Regions from separate parts of the Sus scrofa genome. Here region 2 is linked to region 1. The links are chromatin contacts, called in public HiChIP or PLAC-seq maps. All regions are on one chromosome and are shown on one strand. The core of a region is the stretch at or near the end of the contact, and the rest is flanking DNA. Distances in the headings are between cores, read along the strand shown. Region 1 holds the start of VPS33A (VPS33A, CORVET/HOPS core subunit). Region 2 overlaps MLXIP (MLX-interacting protein).

Region 1 (4,056 bases), core at 606-3,105:
ACTCCAACCTAGGACTTATAATCTCACAGGCCATTGCTCTGGGACCCTAGGAGCATTTCTGCTGCCAAACTCCAGTGGGATTTTTTTCTTTTTTCGACTGAAATTTTTAGATAACTATAGATTAATATTCAGCTGTAAGAAACAGTACAGAACAATTCCTAAGACACTTTGCTCAGTTCCTCTGACAAAACATTTTGCAACACTACAGCACAATAGGTGTTACAACCAGGATACTGAATTGACATAATCCATGCTCTCATTCAGATTTCAGCATCATTTCCCGACTTTTAACTGAGCACCTAGGACTTTGCCTGCTTTTGTCTTCTCTCAATGGCTGCTAGCACCTACTCTACCTCTTGGGGTCCCATTCTTTTTTTTTTTTTTTTTTCTTTTTCTTTTTAGGCCTGCACTTGTGGCATATGGAAGTTCCCAGGCCAGGGGTGCAACTGGAGCTGCAGCTGCAGGCCTATGCTACAGCCACAACGTGGGATCCTTAACCCACTGAGCAGGGCCAGGGATCCAACTCACATCCTCATGGATGCTAGTCAGGTTCCTTACCTCTGGGCCACAAAAGGAACTCCACAGAGTGCTATTCTTTCTAATATTCGTTTCAGAGTTTTCCCAATTTTCCTTTTCTCTTCAGAGCTTTATTGCCAGTTACTTTATGGGGACTGATAAATCATAAGGAGAGAGGGTCAAGGTAATACCACTTAAACGAAATGCTGGGAAGTCCCTTACCTACTATGTTTCCCATTCCATTGTGAGCTGGATGCTAATTAATGTCTAACTGGAAGTTCCCATGTGGTGCAGCGGTTAAAGAGCTGGCATTGTCACTGCAGGGCTCACGCTGCTGCTGTGGTGAAAGTTTGATCCCTGGCTCAAAAACTTCCACATGCCCCAGGGTGGCCAGGAAAAAAAAAAAAATGTCTAACAGGAGAAACAATTCTGTTTCGAGAGGCTGACGTTAAAAACCTCAAATGCTGGAGTTCCCGTCATGGCGCAGTGGTTAACGAATCCGACTAGGAACCATGAGGTTGAGGGTTTGGTCCCTGCCCTTGCTCAGTGGGTTAAGGATCTGGCGTTGCCGTGAGCTGTGGTGTAGATTGCAGACGCGGCTCGGATCCTGCGTTGCTGTGGCTCTGGCGTAGGCTGGTGGCCACAGCTCTGATTAGACCCCTAGCCTGGGAACCTCCATATGCCGCGGGAGCGGTCAAAGAAATAGCAAAAAGACAAAAAAAAAAAAAAAAAAACCCTCAAATGCTACCACTTCTCATAATCCATGTGAAGAAAAGGTTGTAAGACAGTGGTGCTTCAGACTTTCAAAGGTATGGTTTCTAACCACACGTATGATCTTTGTAATGAATGGACACTGGATCATCTACGTCCTCGGGCCGGCCCGCCTCAACAGTGTGTAGGGGTGGGGGTGGCACCGGATTCGCCCCTCTGGACCTGAATGGCACTGACACAAGCTGATTCGTGAGGGACTAAGGTAGCACAGTGGCTTATTCCGCTTCCACGAAACAATCGCGATGCCACGCAGAATCCAGGCTGGATGCCCCAGGCCCCACCAGCTGTCCCCTCTCCCCGCCTCATCATACCCGCCGGCTCTCCTCTCTGGAAGCCCCAGGGGACCTCGTACACCCGGAGCTCAGGCGGTCAAGGACCGGGTTAGGCCAAGTCGGACGGCGCTGGAGGGCGGTGTCGCCGCGCACTGTCCCTCACCTTGCTTCCCGCGCACTTGTCCAGGAACTCTCGCAGCTCGCGACGCACCGCCTCGCGCAGCACGTTCAGGTTAACTCGCCCATAGGATAGGTGCGCCGCCATCTTGCCCCACCGCCCCCTACTCCCCCCTCGATCCAACTGAATCGGCTTTTCCCCAGCAGAGCCCACGGGCGCAGTCACGTGACGGCGTGTTCACGTGACCCGGGCCGCCGACCTTACGCCAAACCCGGAAACTAGAATCGTCAGCTGTCTGCCGCTTTCTTGGCCCTAACGCCCGCCGCTTTATTCTACCTCTTGGGTTCTGAGGCTTTTTAAGACCACAGCCTCAGTCCAGGAGCTGTTGAGCGCTGAGAGCTGTGTTTAAGGATAGAGTCTGGGTCTTACTCATCTCGTTGAAAAATCGAGAGACTTTCTTCAGAGCAGCAAGCATACCGCTGCAAAATGGTAACCAAGCTGAGCTTGAATGGAAATCTTTTCGATTTATAGCTATCGAAAGGGCCTGAGCTTTGTTCTTTCGGTTTGTCGGCTACAGTCTACAAAAATGGCTAAGGGCCGCGGGAACTTTGAGTGACTTGTCCCTTTAGCTCTTCCTAATAGACTTTTGTGTGATGTGTAGTATTTCACACAAACGGTATCCGACGTGGAATCCAGGTAAAATTCTTGTGAATTACGAGGATGAAAGAAGATGTAATTTACATGGTATAATTTATGTAAAAGGCTTAGTGCGCCTGTAATTTAACAATTGTTCAATAAATAACATTAGGAAGATATATGTTTTTCAGTACTTTGAGGTGAAAAAGGCTTGAAAATGTTTGGTCTTGCCTGGTTTCCTTCAATCCTTCATACAATGTTACGAAGAAAGGACGCGAAGCAATTACATGGAGTATACGAAAGCGATGAGTGGAATTTGAGGATGATAATCAGTCATACATACTAAGATACTTATACTCTCAATGTCTTGATTCTATCAAAGACATTTAGATTTTAAAAGAACTTGTTTCCATACATGCAGAGTGTTTCATGCCTTAATTCTCAACCCGATTTTCACCGTGGTTCTCAACCTGTATCCCAGACTCTTCTCACATGTGCAGGGTTTTTGTTCAACTGAGAATTACATATTGTAGCACCATCTGTGAGAGTGAACTTTGAGCTCAGCAGGCCATGTCATGAACTGTTAAATGAGAGCACAACTATGTTGAGAGGTAAAAATATCCACAGTTAGTGAAGTCATGCTTGGGTGCAAATGAGCAAAACTAGAATAAAGGATCCTCCTCAAACAGATCTGGCAGCTGCAGAAGGTGCAACTTAGGTTGCAACTGCAGCTCAGATCTGACCCCTGGTCTGGGAACTCAGGTGCCCTTGTGACAAAAACCAAAAAACTCACCGTCAGGATGCTAGATGGTTATCAACAGACCTTCTACTTGTGTAAGACCCAATGTTTGGAGACATTGCTACAGTACTGCAGTTGCCCTAGAAACATTGCAGACTTTAGTGTTAGTTTGAGGCTTTTTTCTTTTTAAAATGCATTTTTATTGAGATATAATTGACATATAACATTATATTAGCTTTAGGTATACAACATAATGATTTCTGTATACACTGTGAAATGATGACCACAATAAGTGTAGTTGAGTCTTTTCATCAGTTTAGTCAATGCTGTAGTCAAGGACTACTATCAGGGTATTTTTTTTTTTTAAAGGTCAAAGTAATGTTCAGCTAGTAACTCTACTCTGGATTAATATCTACCTGTGGTGGAGTCAGAACTCATAAAACAGATGCTCGGTTCATTTGTCATTTTGGTAAACATCACAGCAATTTTCACCAGTTTCTTCGCAAAACTTCATGCATCAATATGTAGTTGGTTGTACCTGGTGCCACTTACATGTAATGAGAGTGTGACATAGCAATGGATAAGCACCTTGGGTATTTATTTTATGCTGAATGGGTCATAGAATGCTTTGAGATAACTTCTTAAAAGCTGTTTATCAACAAACGGCAGTAGAAATTGCTATTTGGATCTACAGTGCTTGTTCATTTGTAGAAAAACCATTACGACAAATAAACCTGAGAATAATACCAGTTTACTACCACTGGCAAAAAAGAATAACCCTTTATTAATGTAGATACAGAACACTTGTTTGCTCAAATTTTAATACTGCTTTACACATAGTTTGTGAAACAGTTCCTATTCATGTTTATAACCAAAAATTTGAACTGATTACAGGTTTATCTTTCACTTGTCAAACACATAGTTGATAATCTCGAGGGGAAAATACATCAAAGGCATATATACAATTATAGAACTTCTTATTATACATGTCTCATGGATGATAC
Region 2 (3,748 bases), core at 319-2,818, 120 kb before region 1:
TCATTATCACAACCCGCTATCCCACCCCCTCCATGTCCGCCTGTGGCCTGGCGCTGTCTCCAGTCACCCGGCCCATGACTGTCGGGCCTCCCCAACCTCGTTTAACTTTTGTGCACCCCAAGCCTGTATCCTTGCCTGGGGTGAGGCACAAGCAGCCCCCCAAAATAGTGCCTGCTCCCAAACCAGAGCCTGTGTCCTTGGTATTGAAGAATGCTCGCATCGCCCCAGGTGAGTCGGGTGGAGGGAAGCAGGTATGGTGTCCCCCTCCCCCACCTGGGATGTTTTCTGTCCCCAAGGCTTGCAAACTTGTGACATGCATATTGTGATGTGAAACAGAAGAGTTATGAAATACTATGTGTGTGTGATCTAGCCTGTTTTTTCTATCCTGTGTCATTCTTTTAAAGTTAGTCTCAACCCAGTTTGAGACTAACACGGTCCTGCCTTGTTACCTCTTTCCGTGGTCTGTAATCTGTCCCCATCCAAGGAGAAGTTACAAAAAGTAGCTTTGTCCAGAGTTCCCTGGTGGCCTACCAGTTAAAGGATCCACTGTGGCTCAGATCATTACTGTGGCATGGGTTCAGTCCTTGGCCCAGGAATTTCTGCATGCCATGGGTGTGGCCAAAAAAACCCCTGGTAGCTTTGTCTGTGCCCTGCAGTGAGGAGGCGATGTCTCAGTGGTGGCAAAGGGGTTGTGTGCTGCTTCTGGTGGCCCCACATGTGACCTGGCCAGGCCCAGGCTCTGGGGTCAGGAGTAGGCCTGAAGCAGACCTCCACCCTCACCTTCCCCTTGTCCTGGCAGCTGCCTTTTCAGGACCGCCACAAGCAGTGATCATGACATCAGGCCCTCTGAAGAGAGAAGGGATGCTGGCTTCCACCGTGTCTCAGTCCAACATGGTCATCACGCCTGCTGCCATTACCAGGGTAAGGGGTCCAGACAGACCCTCAGCATCTTTCCAACCCCAAGGGGCCATCGCCCAGCATGACTATGGTCGGGGGGTGACCTCTATCTCCTGTGTCCCCGTAGGCTCCTGGAGTCACAGAGTTCCATAGCAGCATCCTGGTGACAGACCTTGGTCACAGCACGGGCAGCCAGCCTGCCCCCGTCTCACGGCTCTTCTCTCCAAGCACAGTGCCAGACTCCCTGGTGAAGGGCGAGCAGGCTCCGCTGCACGGGGGTGCGCCCTCGGTCCCTGCCACGGGCCCAAGTGAGTCTTCTCTTCGGTTGGATCGGTCGGGATTGCGTGAGTAGAGTGAATGGGCTGCTCCTGGATTGGGGAGGTGGCCATGCGTGCCCGGGACTGAGCTTGGGCTGCAGGCTTGGCAGTGCGGCGGTCCTGGCAAGGGGAAGGCTCACTGAAGGGAGGACAAACCAGGGGAGCACAGGGTGTTGTGGTCAGGCGGCGCCAGTATGCTCAGCCTCTTTCCGAGAGGCCTGCCTCTGAGCTGCCAGCTTTGACCCACAAAAGGAGTCAGGAGGAGCCCTTGGCGTCAGTTTCCAGAAAGCATGAGCCTGGGGTGGCATCAGCACAGCCCATCAGGCCTCGCAAGTGCCTGCCTTCTTCTTTGGCTTGGCCTTTCATTAGAGCCGAGAGGTCAGGGGAGGCTGTGCTGCTGGGGGTGAAGTGGAGTCAGACGGCACCTCGGAAGGGAGACCAAAGTGTGTTGTGTTTAATAAAACCACCTCTGGTGCAGAGGTGTCTTTCCAATGTAGAGGGGAGGAGTCTCTACCTACAGCGGTCAGACAGAGGGGCTTTTTCCAGGACAGGCCTTGAAGAATAAGGACCCTTATCTGGGAAGATACACAGACTAGCTATGATCTGGGCCTGAGGTACCCTAGGGGGGCTCGGTAAATGTTGCCTTATCCACCAAGGTGTGGATCCCTGGAAGTTCGAAGTGCATGGGGAGAACAGCCAGGTGGAGGGGCCTGAACCCAAGTTGTCCATACTGTGAAGGGGGACAGGGTCCCGAGAGGGTCTGGGCAGGGCTTCCAGGCGTGTCTCCTGAGCTCAGAGCCTGGAGTGCGGCTAGCCAGGCCACACACACAGTTTGCCTCTGTCACATCCTTCTTGGGTAAAAAGAGAGGTGTGTTGGTTTGTTTGGTTGGTTTTTTTCCATTAAAAATTGTGTGGGGATGGGTAAGATCAAAAAAAAGTGTAAGAAAACATACAAGTAGAATTTAAATAACAACAACAAGAAGAACAGACAGCTGCATGCTCGCCACTCAGTGAGAACTAGAACCTTTAGATGCTCAGGGGCCCCTGGAGCCCTAGGTGGCTTTGCAGGAGGCATCAGGAGTGGAGCCTCCTCTCAGCTCCCCTGGACCTGTGACTGCAGAGCTCGGCCAAGATCTGTCCTGAGCCCAGCCCTGCACCCAGCCAGCCTCCCTGAGCAGGCCTAACAGGACCTGCCCCCACCCGGGATGTCAGCCAGGATTTCTCTAGCTTTTGCACTGGGGCTGCTCTGGGAGGTTAAGGGTGGGTTTCTGAGACTCGAGACCTGCCGGGGGTTCCCTTCGTGGGCAAGTCCCCCGTGTGCCTGGGCAGCCTTGTGCCTGAGGGGAGTCTCTGCTCTTCTTAGGTCGAGACTGCCCGAACTCAGGGCAGGCCTCTCCGTGTGCTTCAGAACAGAGCCCCAGCCCTCAGTCTCCCCAGAACAACTGCTCAGGGAAATCTACTGCAGACCTCAAAAATGTGGCTGCTTTAAAGGTACCTCTCAGGTTGTGGTTCACTTGGAAGGATGGGGAGGCAAGGAGAGGCCTATCAAAGGACCTTTGGGACAGCTACGTCTCTTACTTAGAGACACACTGGAAGGAACCACAGGCTCAATGGGAGTCCCACCAAGAGGGGGCAGCATCCGAAACAGGGATGTTTGCTGCTTTAACCTTGAGCTTGTCAGCCCCTCCCATCCCCCATCCACTACCCAGCCCTATGGTGACCTTGCCCTGGGGAGGGGGTGGGGGAGCTGTCAGAACTATGCCTGTGGACCTGTGGATGAGAGGTGTGAGGGTGGCTATGCTTCCTTCTGCAGAGATGGTTTTCTAGAGTCCCACCCTGTCCCCTTCTGGCTCCTGCTAGAGCCTTTTAGCTTTCTGTCACCACCCAACACACACAGAGCTCTCTAGAGGCCGCAGGGTCCTAATCTGCCCCTACTCTGGCCTGCAGGATGGGGTGGGGGTGAGGGGAAGGGTCCCTGTGTGGCAGTGACAGGTTGATTCACCAACAGAACCGGCAGATGAAGCACATTTCAGCTGAGCAGAAGAGACGCTTCAACATCAAGATGGGCTTTGACACCCTGAACAGTTTGATCTCTAATAACACCAAGCTGGTGAGTGGCCTCTAGGGTGGGCAGGGGCACAGACCCTGACCCCTGATCCCTGACCCGGCCGCCCCTTCCAGACCAGCCACGCCATCACGCTGCAGAAGACCGTGGAGTACATCACCAAGCTGCAGCAGGAGCGCAGCCAGATGCAGGAGGAGGCCCGGCGACTTCGAGAGGAAATCGAGGAGCTCAACGCCACCATCCTGTGAGGCTGGGCCGCGGGGGGGTGGGGGGGTGGGGCGGGGCTCGTCCTCCCCTGTTGCTGGCAGGGGCCTCCTCGCTCAGCACTGCTGCTTTTGGCCCTTCTCTGCCCCAGACTTTCCTCGTGGGCCTGCCTGCTCAGCTCCCAGGGCCCACGTTTGCCACCTGCTACACTGAGCTTCCCCCCACTCTTCCTGCCGTTTCAGCTCCTGTCAGCAGCTGCTCCCTG

Evidence for each region. HiChIP or PLAC-seq counts read pairs in DNA pulled down with a chosen protein or histone mark.
Region 2: an H3K27ac HiChIP or PLAC-seq map of skeletal muscle shows a contact between it and region 1, with 4 times the contacts expected there. The contact joins the enhancer-like site here to the promoter of VPS33A in region 1. A contact is called at or near these places in 5 of 5 promoter capture datasets (fetal liver, fetal skeletal muscle, liver and 1 more), 20 of 47 Hi-C or Micro-C datasets (alveolar macrophages, blood, brain and 11 more) and 2 of 2 datasets of contacts at active chromatin or transcription factors (alveolar macrophages and skeletal muscle).

What each region holds. Positions count from the first base shown.
Region 1 is chr14:30,466,847-30,470,902 of Sscrofa11.1, reverse strand. VPS33A (VPS33A, CORVET/HOPS core subunit) reads right to left here and starts at 1,855. Exons shown (of 13, transcript NM_001098604.1): 1 at 1,723-1,855. The coding sequence starts at 1,824. CLIP1 (CAP-Gly domain-containing linker protein 1) reads right to left here. Exons shown (of 26, transcript XM_021072961.1): 26 at 3,808-4,056.
Region 2 is chr14:30,582,106-30,585,853 of Sscrofa11.1, reverse strand. MLXIP (MLX-interacting protein) reads left to right here. Exons shown (of 17, transcript XM_021073760.1): 9 at 1-228; 10 at 800-921; 11 at 1,025-1,241; 12 at 2,578-2,705; 13 at 3,223-3,324; 14 at 3,396-3,523; 15 at 3,726-3,748. Among named protein-coding and RNA genes, the nearest start is that of IL31, 30 kb to the right of the region's middle. Within about 2 kb of position 1,568, at least 1 of the 83 cell types and tissues checked has an H3K27ac peak or open chromatin away from gene starts, as enhancers often do. A contact at or near this core is called in skeletal muscle, where this site is marked.